Linked DNA regions of Hordeum vulgare: region 1 is linked to region 2. The links are chromatin contacts, called in public Hi-C maps. All regions are on one chromosome and are shown on one strand. Each heading gives the region's core, a stretch centred on a gene start, on an enhancer-like site or on the middle of the called end of the contact. The rest is flanking DNA. Distances are from core to core; before and after follow the strand shown.

What was found. Hi-C and Micro-C count contacts between places; a contact is called where the count stands out from the background.
Region 1: a contact with region 2 is called in a Hi-C map of leaf, with 4 times the contacts expected there. The contact joins two enhancer-like sites. A contact is called at or near these places in 2 of 6 Hi-C or Micro-C datasets (leaf and seedling).

The regions. Positions count from the first base shown.
Region 1 is chr4H:104,245,604-104,249,215 of MorexV3_pseudomolecules_assembly, reverse strand. No RefSeq gene overlaps it. Among protein-coding and RNA genes, the nearest start is that of LOC123446208, 180 kb to the left of the region's middle. Within about 2 kb of position 1,500, at least 3 of the 3 cell types and tissues checked have open chromatin away from gene starts, as enhancers often do. A contact at or near this core is called in leaf, where this site is marked.
Region 2 is chr4H:103,700,511-103,703,990 of MorexV3_pseudomolecules_assembly, reverse strand. No RefSeq gene overlaps it. Among protein-coding and RNA genes, the nearest start is that of LOC123446207, 220 kb to the right of the region's middle. Within about 2 kb of position 1,795, at least 1 of the 3 cell types and tissues checked has open chromatin away from gene starts, as enhancers often do. A contact at or near this core is called in leaf, where this site is marked.

The DNA of each region.
Region 1 (3,612 bases), core at 251-2,750, 550 kb before region 2:
ATAACCAAGCTGCAATCTCGTTGTGCAAAAATCCGGTTAATCACGAAAGGAGCAAGCACATAGATACCTGGTTCCACCATATCCGGGAGTGCATTGAAGAAGGGTTGATCGAGGTTCAACATGTGAACACGAAAGACCAACTTACCGATATTTTCACCAAGTCCCTCGGTCGACAGAAGTTCATCGAGATAAAGAGGAAAGTCGGAGTGCAAGAAGTGAAGTCAAGCAACAAGATTAAGGAGGTGAATGTAGAAGTTAATCATGTTGTTTCTTTAGGATTAGGAAAGAAAGCCAAACCTAGTCCTAGTAGTATTATGATTCCTAGTCCTAGTCTATTTCCATAGTACCTTGTGGACGTGTATAAATGACACCCTAGGGGTGTTCATTGTAACACCAGAAAAACGAAAAGCAATACAAAGCAAAGGCACGACACGGGTCTTTAGCCAACAAATTCATCGATCAGTTTTATTCATGTCGCTAGTTACGCAAGTTCCGTCAAGTAGCGGGCTGAAGTAAGAATCGCGTAGACCTGCATACGCACGTTCCAACATGCTATGCATTGCGCGAGCTAGCTAGAGCTAGCTGTCTGGCATCCGGCGGTCTACACGAGCCTGAAACGATGACATCTCCTGACAACATAACTCGGTTTACTCATCGCGCATCATCAGGTCAGCCTGGACCTGCTGCCTCCATGCCATTGCTGAATACGTGAGGTGAGCATGAGATCTAGGCCGGACGAGACGACGGAGAGAGCAGACCAGGCCAGAAATGCAGAGTCTATTTTCATTGTTGTGCTGCAGTCAAATTCTGGCGAGAAATTATGGCCCTCTTTCCCTGCTATGGCCTCAACTGCTACTGCTACTGCTACGCTGCCACGAATTATGAATATGTCAGTGCAGGGTGGTGATGGCATGCAACCTTATGTGCAGCGTCTTCAATGCTCGAACTCTTTACCACTCTCAGCTACCGCCAATTTGATGCCTCCAGCTTTGCTACGGAACTATGAGTATTCGCCCAGGATGATGGATGGGATGGTAAAAAGCTCTTGCTTATTCTTCGCCGGGGATGTAAGCGATTAGGGTTCCTGAACCGTTGTAGGAGTAGCTCTAACTTGTTGTATCTGAAAGTTTTAACCCGCAGCTTGTTTGAACGGAAATGACAGCAGGAGTGGTAGAAGAGAAACGCCCCCTAGTTCGACGTCGTGGTGGCCTGAACAATTGCACAGGTACTTGAATTTTACCGAAGGGGAAATTACCACGTCTGCGGAACTGATAAATGCTTAGCAGAAGCAAAGATGGGCACGAATGCAGGCGGACGGGTGAATGTGACCTGACAGATGTATTAACTGGACACTCGCATTGGATGCGGCATGCAGGAACCTGTCTCAGAGGCGCCCTATAGATTAGCTGGCTCGCCTTGGTAATTGGTGGATCAGATCGTCCCTGGGCCTGGGCAGCAGGCCCAGGGGTATGAATGCTTCCGATGGGCTCTGCTGAACTAATCGATTAAACTCACTGGCCTGTTTTTCGGATTAACTCGCACAGATACAGTAGAGTGGTACAGTGGAGTACATCAGTACCCGTTTCTTTAGCACAACTGGAGTACATCAGTACATGGGTGGACCGGGCCGGCCTAGAGGAAATTTCAAAAGAATGCTTTGCGCACTCCTTGCGTCTGTTACCCTACAAATGCCTTGGGCTTTGGAGAATGCAAATACATATGGGGAGCGTACCAATGGACTCGTCTTTGTCTCGCTTGCAGCGAGATAGAGGTACGCCTCGAATTATTAGGAAGTGCACTCACTGGGCATGCACAGTACTGTATAAGTACACTAATTACATTCATATTTTCTTTATTTTTCACTTTTATTACTTAGAGCTTGTTATGTTTTCTTTCACAAAAAAGCAGAAGAAAACTTTATTATGTTTTCCCTGCAAAAAAAAGACTTTATTCTGTTTTGAGACATTCTAAAAACCTATATTCGAAAAAATAATTAAATAGAACACTGCAAATAACAGAAGTGCCAACGCAAAGTAGAAAGTTTGTTAGCATAATTTTGAATAACCATGCATAGGATTCGAAAAAAAATGGTGACATTTAAAAATGTTCACATGTTTGAGAAAATATACATGACACTTAAAAAAACGATGTAACAAAGTATCCAAGGAACTTAAAACAATGCTTACAACCTTCAAAATATGTTGGTGACATATTTCAGAAAAATCTTATCCGATGTTCAAAAATGTTAATCATGTATTTGAAAAATATAATAAACATGTTTATAAAAATGTACAACGTGTATAAAAATATATAAACATCAAAACATGTACTTGATCAATATTATCATGTATTTGGAATAAACATATAAATGCGTATAGAAAATATTATTGGTGTATCGAAAAAATGTAGACATGCGTTGAATAAAAAATAAAAAAGTAAAAAAAAGTAACTAAAAGAAAACATTGAAAACCGGTCAAAACCGAAGAGAAATGAAAAAATGAAATAAAATAATAGTAATAAAGGGGAAACGAAGCAATCCACTGCAAACATTGAGAAAACCAATAAGAAAACCGGCGAGAGAAAAAACTCGCTCCGCAGCTATAGTACTGAGCTGGCCTAGTAGCGCCGCTTGACACAGGCGAGACATAACTCCCAGGGACCTCGTACGCGCCGCTTGTTGCGGCAAACTGCCGAACGGACGCACAGGGGAACGCCCGACTCCTCCGGCCCAGTTTATTTTTTTTCTGTTTCTTTTTTCTTTTCTGCTTATTTCCTTTTTTCTTTTTTGGTTCGTTTTTTCTTTATTTTTTTCTTCAACTTTATAATTTGAAGCAAAAATATTTTTAGGATTTGAAGAATACTTTTTCAAAATCCAGAACATCTTTTGAAACAGTGAATATTTTTGAATTTTTAACAAATTTGAAATATGAATAAATTTTAAATTTAGAATAAAATTATACAACCATGAACATTTTTTGAATCTGCAAAAAAAAAAATTGAAACCATGAACAGTTTTCAAATTGTGAACAAAATTTGAAACATGGAAAAAATTCAAATTGTAAACAAATTTTGAAACCATAAACATTTTTTTAATTATGAACAAATTTGAAACATGAATAAATTTCAAATTCGTGAACAAAATTATAAAATTGTGAGCATTTTTGAATATGCGAACCTTTCTGAATTGTGAACAAATTTGGAAACATGAAATAAATTCCAATTCGTGAACAAATATATAAAATTGTGAATATTTTTAGTTAAACCGTGAACATTTTTCAAATTGTGAATAAATTTTTAAACATGGAAAAATTTCAAATTCGTGAACAAAATTATAAAACTGCGGACATTTTTCGAATCTGTGAATAAATTTTGAAACCACGAACATTTTTCAAATTGTGAAGAAATTTTGAAACATGAACATTTTTCGACTTGTGAACAAATTTTTAAAAAATACATGAACACTTTTCAAATTATTGAACTATTTTTTAGTAGCTAAGAATTTTCAAATACGTGGATATTTTTAAAATTCATGAAGTTTTTCCAAAGTCGCTTCATATTTTCAAAACCGATAAAGATTTTTTGATTTCATCAAAATTTTCAAAACAAAGAAAT
Region 2 (3,480 bases), core at 546-3,045:
GTTTTGTACAATGCTGAGCCCAACCAAATTGACACAACTTTTTATGGGTTATTTTTGTACACAATTATGTTTATTCTCGTACCAGAATACTGGTTATGGTAAGCACCGCTACGCTAAGTTAAGTCGAGGCACATCATTCATCAGTATAGCTCAGGCAGGGTCCGTAAATGCAGTTTGTTCAGCCACAAAATATTATGTTGTGACGCCTTAAGAAATCAAGTCGCCATGAGCATCAAATTTTTTATTTATGAAATCATACTTTTTTATATCTACCACACCTGCGTAATCTAATAGTTTTTTCCTGTTACAATGCACGGGCATATTTGCTAGTGAAATGTAAAAGAGCGACGTGGAATTAATTCAAAAGGACAATCCTTCCTTTGATGAAAACCTCGCATAGCTGAGGTGGCAGGCGTCCGTTAACGATTTGGCGCTGCTAGCATGGACCGACCCACTAAAGTGTTGTCTAGTTCTTTTTTGATTTTTCTGTTATGAAAAAAATAAACAATAAAAAAGGAACACAGATTTAAATAAAATAGTTTCATCCATTGGAAAAAGCTCATATCTCTAAAAAGGTTCATCAATTTTGATAAAAAGTTCATCAATTTGATAAAAAGTTTTTTGAAAATGACAAAAATTTCATCCAATTTAGGATAAGTTCATTAAATTTTCAAAAGTTCAATAAACATTAAAAAAGTGCGTAAAAATTCCAAAAAAGTTCATACATTTTTTTCAAAAAGTACATTGAACTGAAAAAAGTACATCAATATTAAAAAGTTCATTCATTTTCAAATATATGTTCATCAAATTTCAAAAAAGATCATCTATTTTCAAAAAAAAAATCATCCATCTTAAAAAGTATTCGTTGGCATTTTGAAAAAATCATCAATATTGAAATAAGTTCATAGATTTTTCTTAAAGCATCACAGGTGTCTAGATGTGCCAGCCCAGTTCGAACACCACAGAAGCCAGTTACCAAAAATGCACATTAACTGACGATTGTGGCGCCAAAAAAGAAAATGACCATTTTTGACAGGAAATCCTATTTGGCGCACCTGGCGTCGGTTAATGTGTATTTTTCTTAGCCGGCGCCTGCAGCGCTCGGTCATGGCTGGCCCAGAGGGAGGGAGATTTCTTCGGTTTTGTGAAGTTTTTAGAAGCTTCCTAGATGGGTTTTTCATTTTGGTTTTTTCAGGACTGATTTTTCTTCGTTTTTTCTCTTTTTCTCCTTTTTATTTTCTTTACTCTTTATATTACTTTTTCATTTGCGTTTTTTACTTTTCGTATAAATTTTACTTTTTCAAAAAAATGCAGCCTTTTTCTGATTATCTATTTTTCAAACCAAGGAACATTTTTCGAAATCACTGAACCCTTTTCAAAAAACGTGTTTTTTATTTAAAATTCTATGAACTTTTTAAAAATTGATGAACTTTTTTTGAAATGGGTGAACTTTTGACAAAAATGATGAACTTTTATAAGATTTTGTGAACTTTTTTTGCAGTTCAACTAACTTTTTTATACTTTTTTTGAAATTCATGAACTAATTTTCATTATCCGTGAACATTTTTAAAAAGTGTGAACTTTTTTTTAGATCACATTAAATTTTCCGAATTCGTTATGTTTTCTTTTAAAATTTATGAACCATTTTCCGTTTTGATGATTTTTTTATTTATTTGCTTTCTTGGTTTTTGATAGAAATTTGAACCCTGAAACTGGGACGGCCCATTTATATAGGTGTGTGGGCGCTGGTTCTCCTAGCCGGCGCTTAAGGCGCCGACTAGGAGCTCCCATTTTTGCCTCCTTGAGTCTGGTATAAATTGGTCCATAGGACAGGCTGCGAGAAATGGATGGGATAAGGCCCATGAAGCGACAAGTGAGCCACAAGATCGATATCGACAAAAAGAGCTCGGGATTTTTCTAAAAAAAGAGCTTGGGATTATGGGTTAAGATAAAAAATATATTAGGATTTTTCTGTAAAATAGCTTCACAGACTAAGAATATATATTTCTGTTATTAGTAGGTATATAGATAGATATAGATATAGATATCTTTGTTTTTCGTTTTTTAATTTTTTTTAACACATGTATACTTTATTTTCATAGGCAATGCACGATAAAGTAATACATGTTTAACATTTTCAAGTACATGATTTTTTTGTAAATATATGCATTGGTGTCTAACATTTTTGCCTCCTTGACTCTGCTATAAGTTGGGCCATAGCGTAGGATGCGAGAAATGGATGGGCTTAGGCCCATGAAGCGACACGCTAGCCACAAGATCGATATCAACAAAAAGAGCTCGGCATTTTTCTCAAATAAGAGCTTGGGATTGCAGGTTCAGATAAAAAATATATTAGGATTTTTCTGTAAAATAATGTCACAAGCTAAGAATATCTACTTTTTATTAGTAGAAATAGATATCTTTATTTTTCCTTTTTTTATTTTTTAACACATGTTTACTTTATTTTCATACACAATATACGTTAAAGTAGTACATGTTTAACATTTCTTAAGTACAAGATTTTTTGTAAATATATATTTTGCTGTCTACTTTTTTAATGGATATTATATTTCTTTAGACAGCTAAAATATCTTTTAAATACACGTTCAACATTTTTCAAAATAAATGCATGTTAAGCAATTTTAGAATACACATTGAAATAATTTGTTGATAGATATGAAACGTTAGTTTAAGCCACACGATCAATTTTTTATATGGTAAATAAAATTTAATATAAATTCTACGAACATTTACTTGCAATGCATGGACATTTTCTATAATGCAGTTTATATTATTTTTGGATGATACATATTTTTTTATAATTATGTAAGCGCTTGCTCTGCATTGTATTAAAAAATTACATGATTTTTTTACTTTATATATGTTTTTTAAAATTGTCAAGATTATTTTTTTGAAATGCTATGACATTTTCTTAGTGCTAGACTCGTTCATGTAACGTTTTTGTTTTCTGTTATTTAATCTGCAAAAAGCGCGCTGTTTAGAATGTAACAAGCGACATTCTTCATACAATAAGCATTGCTGGAAGGGCGGGCGCTGGTTCTGTCCACCTGTCAATTTTTAATGTGCCGGGTTTTACTATACCGAAGGAAGAGAGAAACAAAACACGATTTCGTGCAAGAGTGGGCAGCGAGCGAACGACTCTTCCCCCTCGCATGCGGCGGAACTGGATCCTCTAACATGAAGGAGAGAAGTCACGTAAGCTACAACTTCCCTCCTTCACATTTGTGCGCTTAAGGCTAAAATGACTTGAATTAATTTGCAAACTACAAATGTACCATATATATTTACAAAAGTTGCTTGCGAACAAAAATATGGTGACAAAATAGTAATTTATATCAACAGTAAACTGCATATAGTATCTCCTAGAGTCGATAAATGCAATGTTTGCTAAAACAACCGTCACTTTTCTTCTCTTTTTTGCACTAGTTTGCACTATAGCTTACGTGACTTCTCTAATAT